2 separate regions of the Xenopus laevis genome follow, and region 1 is linked to region 2. Evidence: chromatin contacts called from public Hi-C data. All regions are on one chromosome and are shown on one strand. Each heading gives the region's core, a stretch centred on a gene start, on an enhancer-like site or on the middle of the called end of the contact. The rest is flanking DNA. Distances are from core to core; before and after follow the strand shown.

Evidence for each region. Hi-C and Micro-C count contacts between places; a contact is called where the count stands out from the background.
Region 1: a contact with region 2 is called in a Hi-C map of the XTC cell line, with 2.3 times the contacts expected there. The contact joins the promoter of ppp2cb.L here to the enhancer-like site in region 2. A contact is called at or near these places in 2 of 4 Hi-C or Micro-C datasets (the XL177 cell line and the XTC cell line).

What each region holds. Positions count from the first base shown.
Region 1 is chr1L:105,853,559-105,858,383 of Xenopus_laevis_v10.1, forward strand. ppp2cb.L (protein phosphatase 2, catalytic subunit, beta isozyme L homeolog) reads right to left here and starts at 2,809. Exons shown (of 7, transcript NM_001090693.1): 1 at 2,386-2,809. The coding sequence starts at 2,487.
Region 2 is chr1L:105,800,035-105,804,443 of Xenopus_laevis_v10.1, forward strand. No RefSeq gene overlaps it. Among protein-coding and RNA genes, the nearest start is that of ubxn8.L, 4.5 kb to the right of the region's middle. Within about 2 kb of position 1,952, at least 1 of the 7 cell types and tissues checked has an H3K27ac peak or open chromatin away from gene starts, as enhancers often do.

The DNA of each region.
Region 1 (4,825 bases), core at 1,559-4,058, 54 kb after region 2:
AAATTTCAGGTTTATCTTAAGAAATCTCAAGAAAACTTGTTAAAAAGGAGGTATATTCCCCATTTAAAAATAGAATATAAGAAATATATACCCTATATTTCCAAAAGTATGCTTTACAAAAACAAAAAAAAAGTGGCTTATGTTACGTGACCATAGACGCAAAGATCCTATCGTACGTATCGAGGATTCGTACGATTTTCGGACCGTGTGTGGAGAGTCCCGACATTTTTCGTGCAGCGGAGATCAGTCATTTGGTCGATCAGACAGGTTTGATTTTGTCCCGACAGATCGCGCTGGAGCCCATTGCGCTCTCATCGTAATCTGATGGTTCGGCCGAACGTTCAGATTACCTCCGATATAGCCATGCCCGTTAGTGGCATATCGGGGAAAGATCGGCTCGTTTGGCGCCAAACAAGCGGATCTTTTCGTCTATGACCACCTTTAGATACCTCTGTGCATCACACTCAGTGGATACAGACTTAACTTAACCCATGCTACTTGACAATTACACACAAACTCACAAAAAGTATCCACTCTATCACATAACCATCTAATATGTAGTCTGATTCAGTATATAATGGAAACCCATATGGGTGAGCATGAGGCAGATAAAAGCAGTTAACCAAAAGAGATCTTGCTAAAATATTAAAGACACAACTCCGAGGTTATCCACACACCTATGTTGAAGGATGCTGTTAATTGTAGCCCAGCATAGTAGCCAAGTGAACTCAATGTTAAGAGCAGATCACCTTAAAATTGAGTTCACATGTGGTGTAAATGGTAGCATTATATAACAATAATTAGTCTTGATTTTTATGTTTTTTTTAGTTACACTTATTTTTTTCCTGAAGCTTGGAATTTCAATTGAAATGCAGATGGCAAGGCTTAATTAGCCTAGCAACCAGACAGCACAGAGAAAGTCAAATTGAATATGAACAGGAGAGTGTCTGAATAGAAATATATGCAATGAAACTAAGAATAGCATTACATTTGAGACCTTAGCGTTGATCTGTTCAAAGGTTGCTGGGGTCAGCAATGCTAACAATCAAGCTGTATATTCAGTTGAAGACTTGAGGGGGAAAAGTGCCGATAAATCAAAAGCTATAGAATTAAAAACAAAATAAGACAACCAAACGAACATCTGCTCAAACTAATGGTGTTCGGCCCTTTTATGAAGGAAGAGGTAGTCCTCCCACTCCCATTCACCTGTTACTAATACAACAAATGTAAAGTGCCCTATTGAATGCACATAGAGAGATGGCTTTGCACACAAGTCCACCTGTAATCACAGCAAGTCACTTTATATTCAATAGCATTAGCAGCGGGGAAATATGAACATGGACATTTTGTAGCTGTTGTTTTCTATTGCCATTCAACAGACAAAGCCACCAGAGTGCCACTGGCCTTGATATAAGTTCACCTGTAAGTATGAATGGGAATGATTAAAGGCACTCATGAAAAATAAATTTATATTTGTACCTTTAAATGTCATTTAGCTGCAGGGGTCATTAACTGCAGTGCTTTTCCTCATATGTACAAGGAAACCCTTGTATGGTAGTAAAAAAAAAAACTAATAGCAGGTGAAAAGCTTGCTCCAGTTTTGGTAACCCATAACAACCATCATCTGTTAATGTATACGTCTTTAGTGTTTTGAGAACAAACAGTTGATTGGGTATTACTGGTGAAAAGATGATGTAGCAAACTCTGTGTCTGTTATTACATGACTCATTTATTGATCCATAACTTAGGAGTAATAGTTTTCAGAGACAGTAGTGGTACATTGTTACTGGAATGTAACTTCTTGGGAGAATTCAAGAGAAATGCCGAGAGAATTTTTTTAAAAAATAAGCAAGGCCCACGGGTTTAACTGGTAAATGAAAGGCACCCCTTTAACCAAAAAATCTCAGTATGAAAAGTATTTAGCTACAATATAAAATTCTGAATAATAAGTATTTTGAAAACAAAAAACACCACACTCATTACATTCTCACATCAAATAATTACTAATACCACACAGAAACATACCAGATATTATTCCATATACTTGGGAGCTATGTATTCTACAGGCCTGATATACATAAACAAATAGTTAAAAAAAAAAAAAAAAGAAAGGCCTGGGTGTTAGAAAGTGGGACCAACAGTTGCCAACCAAAAGGGAACAAAACACAATATTCATGAACGGTAAACAGTAAATTCCATATATACATGTATAGAAGTCTAATGTCTGTGTGGACATGATCTAGATTTCCTACATAAGCAAATGCCCTCATCAGCGTCTGTATGTTCCTTCGGGAAGTGATGAATGTTACGCTGTGAGCGCCGCTATACACCTATGTGCGTGTATGTGGAGTGTTTACAGACGTTGTTGCACAGGGCCGGTCTCACCTTTTCACACAGGGTGCGCACTTGGCTCTCGTTGAGTTGCTTGCAGTCATTCAGCTGCTCGATCCACTGGTCCAGCTCTTTAGTAAACGTCTTGTCCTCCATACCAGAACCTTCCCGACAACCACACTATCCCACAGCAACACAAGCTACAAACACACACAGAATTTCGCACTGTGCCGATCAGTGTGTTCCCCCTCCTCTCTGCCCCACTCCTGTCACACATTCACTGGCACGGCCTACGCCTCCCGTCCCTCAACTTCGTGCGAGGCCACGGCTGGAGATGACCGGACTCCAAAATTCACGTATTAATAAGGCGAATGTTAAGCTGTTGCCTGTCAAAGGAGGAGGCCGAAACGCGACTATGTCGTTCTACCTTTCCTCCTCCTCATTCAATTTCACCCCCTTACTTTCGGGAGCGCGTCTGAGAGGGGGTGGAGCCGATAAAGTGCACAGAGACAACGAATGGGAGACAGAAATGGACGTGCGCGACTCAAGGCATATCCTGCACAGCGACAGAGCGTGCCCGCGCCCGCAAACTACATCAAGCGTGCACGGAGACACGCAGCGACGCATTGGTAGGTGGAGTACCACACGCATGCTCGCTAAAGCCCCCACCTGCGTAGAACTGTTTTTTTTTCTTTCAAAGATCTTTATTTGAGGTGTTGTGTGTACAGTGATGGGTGGAGAAGAGTATTAACGACAGTGACCGAAAATAGGGAAACACAGTACCTATTAAAATCACATTTGGCACCCGTTGCTGTAAAACTGTAAAGTAGTTCTTGTACATGTGTATTCGACTTCGCATCTATAAATATATAGCTATGATTAAATATGCATTCATATCAAGCTTTCTAAAAGTAATTTTTAACGTTTAGTATGTTATCCAATGGCTAATTCTAAGTAACTTTTCTATTGGCCTTCATTTTTTGTTATTTATAGTTTTTGAATTACTTGCCTTCTGACTCTTCACAGCTTTCAAATGGGGGTCACTGACCCCATCTAAAAATATAAATCTCTATAAGGCTACACATTTATTGTTATTGCTATTTTTTATTACCTTCCATTTCTGTTCAGGTCCTCTCCTATCAATATCACGTATGGTTGCTAGGGTAATTTGAACCCTATCAACCAGATTGCTTTAAATAGCATTCTAGAGAACTGTTGAATGGAAATATAAATAACTCAAAAACCACAAATAATAAAAAATGAAAAACAATTGCAAATTGTCTCGGAATATTACCCTCTTCAACAGCGGTCCCCAACCAGTGGCTCGTGAGCAACATGTTGTTCTCCGACCCCTTGGATGTTGCTACTAGTCGCCTCAAAGCAGGTGCTTATATTTTATTTACTGGCTTGAAGGAAAGCTTTAGTTGCATAAAAAACAGGTGTACTGCCAAGCAAAGCCTCCTGTTGGCTGCATGTCCACAAATGGAATACCAATTGCCAATCCAATCCCATACTTTGCACTCCTAGGAAGTTTTTGCATGATTATGTTGCTCTCCAAGTTTTCCACATTTAAATGTGGCTCACGGTAAAAAAAAAAAAAAAGGTTGGGGACCCCTGCTCTACATCATACTAAAATTTAATTTAAAGGTGACCAACCCTCTTTAAAGGGCACATATCACAGTACAGAAGTTACCCCTGGTAATAGCTATGCCTCCTGTAATAGGAGTGAGCTCCTGGTGCAGGCACACACATGCGCATAATGAGTAGCAGCTTGCTCTTTATATGCACACGTGTGACATAGGATTGGGGGTCATTCTACCGAACCCATGACATGTTTATATTGATGAAGCCGGTATGCTGTTTTATTATTTCAGATTATAGACAGCACCAATCGCAGATGTCTTTTCTTAAAATGCCTTTATTAAGACATGGTCTATGACCCATGCACTGGGGATCTGCACGTCCCCAGTGCTCCGCATAGAGTGGCTGGGCGGCATGCTGTCCCCAATAATTTGCCGCCCTAGTCCCGGGCCTTTGTGGTCTTGCCACAAATCAGGGCCTCGTCCCATAATATTTTCTTTGAGATAAATCAAGAATTCTTTAAATGTAACAAATTGGTCCTTCATAGTAGCGGTAGCATTCTATGAGTCTTTCAATATTCTGCTCAGCTGTAAAAGAGAATAAAATATTGTGTATGTAGATTCCCCCTGGAGCCCCCAACTTGGATGGATTCTGTTCACAATCTAGTCTTTTCACTGGCACCCTGGCGTTAAAGGAACAGTAACATCAAAAAATTCAAGTGTTTTAAAGTAATACAAATTTAATGCAGTGTTGCTATGCACTGGTAAAACTGTCGTGTTTGCTTCAGAAACACTACTATTTTTTATATAAATAAGCTGCTGTGTAGCAATGGGAGATGCCATTCAAAGGAGAAAAAGCTCAGGTTACACAGCAGATAGCAGATAAACTCTGTAGAACATAATAGTTATCTGTT
Region 2 (4,409 bases), core at 702-3,201:
TGCCATTTTCACCATTTATATCTGTATATATGCAGAAGTCATTGGGGCATAGAGGGTATCATATTTCACTATGAAGGTTGCCAGGTAAATGAATGCAAAAAATCAAAATATGTTCATTGATTGTACAGAGTAGGTGTTTAAATGCACAAGTTCAATGGAGACACAAACAGAAAAACAAGTATGTCTTATGTTATATGTGTATATGCAACATTAATTGCTGTGTAAACCTGGCCATAGACGCAAAGATCCAATCGTACGAATCCTCGATTCGTATGATTTTCGGATCATGTGTGGAGCGTCCCTTCATTTATATTGCCATGCCGATCGGTCGTTCGGTCGATTAGGCCAGGTTAAAAGATTTCTGTCGGCTGACGATCATATCTCTGCATGTATCTGACGATCTTCAGTGGGAGACTGTCACTGTCAGCTTTGTCGGGCAAAAACTTTCCTACGATTGCTGTGGGGCAGAACATCGGCTGAACTGTTCTTTACTGCTTTGTGGCAGGTCGGGAGATGAGGACGTACGATCGTTCGTCCGATATTGCAGGGAAATCTTTGCGTCTATGGCAACTTAAAACTAAATTTAGGGTCACTTGCAATTTTGAACTTAGACTGTACACAGCATTAGAACAGTCACTGATTGAACTCCTGTTGTACACAGATCTAGCACTGACAATGGTTTCTGCAAGAGGTGTAAGGAGTTATTCAACACAAAGACAGTACCTTAATTTAGGGTCAGGTTTCATGTCACACTATGTGGCCTGACTGAATCCAGACCCCTGGACTAGTTACAACCCATTCTAATTCATTTTATTATCTGTACAATTTAATTCTGTCTATCTGTAACTTCCTAATTTATTGCCCATGAATACCTTTCTCTGATCTAACAGTATATATGCTGTGCCTTTCCAGCTTGTTAGCCAATATAGGTATGACTTTTACAGTAGTCTTCGTATTTGTTTGTTTTTTTATTTGTTATTTTTGCTACTGGCTAAAACGGTACTACAGTTTTTGTTTTGTGCGCTAAGAGGGTAATTTCTTGGTAGCAGATGTTAGAGCATGGGCACATGCTCACATCAGCTTAGATACTAGGAACTCCCATTCATTTCTATTTACATTTTGTCATCACTTACCAGTTGAGGGGGAACATATCATAGGGTTACCAGATCACATGAAAATTCAGGGAAACATCTAGCCAAAGGAGTTGCCTAATTGCAATTTAATGTAAAAGCAATCAGTACAGCCCTGTAGCATGAATTTATTAGACATGTCCCTGGAATTTGATCTGGTAACCCTAACATACCAGTAAATCCAAGCAGAGTTAGTAAAACAGAAAGCTATACCAGTGATCTGTTTTACTGAAGCTGCTGTTATTCAGTTACAGTTCCTATATTCCCAAATGTTAAAATATCCAACAGTAGCTGGGCTGCTTCACAGCAGATTTAACATCAGTGTGCTATACTAATAATTTTTAAACAATTGGAAATAACTGTTTAATGCATGCTGTCAGACATGGGTGCAAAGGGGGTCCTGCACTTTTTTCACTTACAACTTTGTTTTTACAAGAAATCAACATACATACATTTCTTTGGGTTTCTCATATTGCCCCTCATTATATAGAATCTGAATAACATTTTGATGCATGCAAAGCAACATCTAGAGCCATAACAGTAGGATGCATTAACTTGTTGGTACTGTGTAATCAGGGGAGGATTAATGCACAGGCTCCCATAGGCTATAACCTAGGGGCCCATCTAGCTTTTTTCCAATTATTATTTTCTTTTAATATATATTTTTATTTGCGCTGCAGGATCAGGTCAGGTGCACGTGCTGGGAGAAAAAGGCAGCCAAGGTGTGTGCATGCTCCTGTGTGCGTAGATTCAGCCACATCACTGGTGCGTGCCAAACCGGCATAGAGAGCTCAGGTGCACCCATGCCTGGATCTGCACTCATCCGGGCCCAGCTGTAGCCTAGAAAGGGGCCCTGTGTGAATGAATCCTAGAGGCCCCACATGTCATTAATCTGCTACTGTGTGTAATATAGAAGCTGTTTCTCCATATAGTACTGTTCACTGTCTGGTTCCTGTAAGTGGGAAAGTGCTACTTAGGGAGTGTAACTACAGACAAACAAACAGATATGTATTCCAGCTGTTTTGTAAATGGACAGGGGAATTTAGCAAAGTTAACAGTGGGACATTAAATACAGATATGTTGAAAGGTTCCGTTGTCTGTGAAACTTGGCTTTTTCTATAACTAAACTGAACATTTCAGAGCTATGAATCATGAGTAGCTATTTTCTTATTAGCTTATCTGTGCAGTTATCCCAGTCCCACTCACCACCTGCTACACTGTTAGCTGCTGCTGAATCTGCTTCTCTGCACTAGAGAGTGGGTAACAGGAAAAATCATGATAGAAGTAAAATCGAACCTCTATTCTGTCGGGCACTTTTGCGCCTCTGCCCTGTACTAAAGGTCTGTATAAAACAGACAAACAAACAAACTTCATACCCACACACCCTCCCATTAAATATCATCATAGGTGCTGACATTTACCAGCTTTTACAAACATCTACAGGATTGCACTATTCCCATTTGTTATCCTAAAAAAAACCTTACAACATTTCACAAGCTGAATTATCCAGCATAAATACTTAAATACAAAATGAATTCAACAAGAAATGGAGATAGAATTAAATACTTATAATATCAGTTTATTGATACAAAATACTACCACCCAGACACTACAACTTATAACTTCAAACATTGCACTTTTTTATTTTTATACATAGCATCTTAAAGGGAGCATTGCAGGTCTCCCCATACATGGCTTATAATATACAGTATAGTGGGGCATTTACACTGCTCATTTACAAAAAAATTTCAGATCCAAAAACCTCAAGTTCAACTCCTCATCAGATTAACAATAATGAAATAGTATTTCAACTTCTTTGCTGACCATAAGTCCTCCTATTTTTAGTATTTCAACTTCTCTGCTGACCATAAGTCCTCCTATTTTGACCATTGTCAAAAAAGGAGAATTCCTATCATCCATCAACGTAATTCTCTTTACCTGGAGTTCCTCTGTGGCAGCAACTAATGGGTTAATCTCCTTATCATGAGAATGAAAAGGCTTAACAAGTGACCAATTATAAAAGACTTAATAACCCTCTCCATCCCCTCAGTGCCGTTTCTGAGGCGGCCCCTGCAATGCCGCTCCCGCTCACCCGCTTACCTGTCCAGGGGGGAGTGCGGAGAGCGTAATTGCGCTCTCTCACACTAAAGAAATGGAAATTCGGCTCTTCCATATTAATTTAATATGGAATCCCCACAAGAGCGGCCAAGCAGGAGCCACAACCCAGGGAGCCCTTACAACCTACCTAAAGGACCAACCAGTCAAGAACGCAAGACAGCCAGAAGCAGCAACCCAAATTGTTCCCTCTTGGCGTCCTTTAAAACCTACGGAATGGAACGCACTGGGTGCCTCTGGAACGCAAAGTGGTGAACAAGCCCCACACTTCCCCCCACTGCGAACATGCCTACTTTCTTATCTCATTGCAAAATAGGAATGGATAAGAGGAGGGGGAAGACCCAATTGCAGAGGCTTCACCAAAGTGGGAAAAAAATGCCACAATGACCCAGGAGAGAACAAAATAAAAAAACGATCCAAACTCAGGGGACAGGAAAAAAAAGACAGTGTATGGTGGGATGGAGAGGGTTCTTAAGTCTTCTATAATTGGTCACTTGTTAAGCATGTCCATTTTCATGAGATTAACACATTAGTTGCTGCCAACTAATAGAGATTATTTTACACCACCTCACAACTGGTATAATTTGACATAGTAGGGCTGAAGAGAAAGTCTTAAAGGGGTTGTTCACCTTTTTTCAATTCAGTTGTTTTTAGATTGTTCCCCAGAAATAAAGACTTTTTCCAATTACTTTCCATTATTTATTTTTTTACTGTTTTTCCAAAATCTAAGTTTAAAGTTGAATGTTCGTGTCTCTGGTGTTTGAGTCTGGCAGCTCAGTAATTCAGGTGCAGACTCTGAACTGTTACAATTTTGCAACATTTAGTTGATACAATTGGTTGATTCTCAGCAGCATATCTGGGGTATTAGCAACTATTGTATATGTTCTAACAGCTGCCTGTAATGAAACCCAGAGATTCTGCTCAGCAGGGACAAAAATAAGAAATGTATCAACTAAATGTATCCATTTAGAACAGTTTACAGGGTCGGCGACCCCCCTCCCAGGGCTGCTTCAGAAGGTAAAAAAAAGACACTTGACACTTCAATATTAGAAAAACGGTCACACATAGAAAATAGAAAGTCATTGGAAAAAGTCATTATTTCTGGTGATCTATCTGAAAACACCTAGTTGTTTGAAGGTGAACCACCCCTTTAAGCCAAGAAGC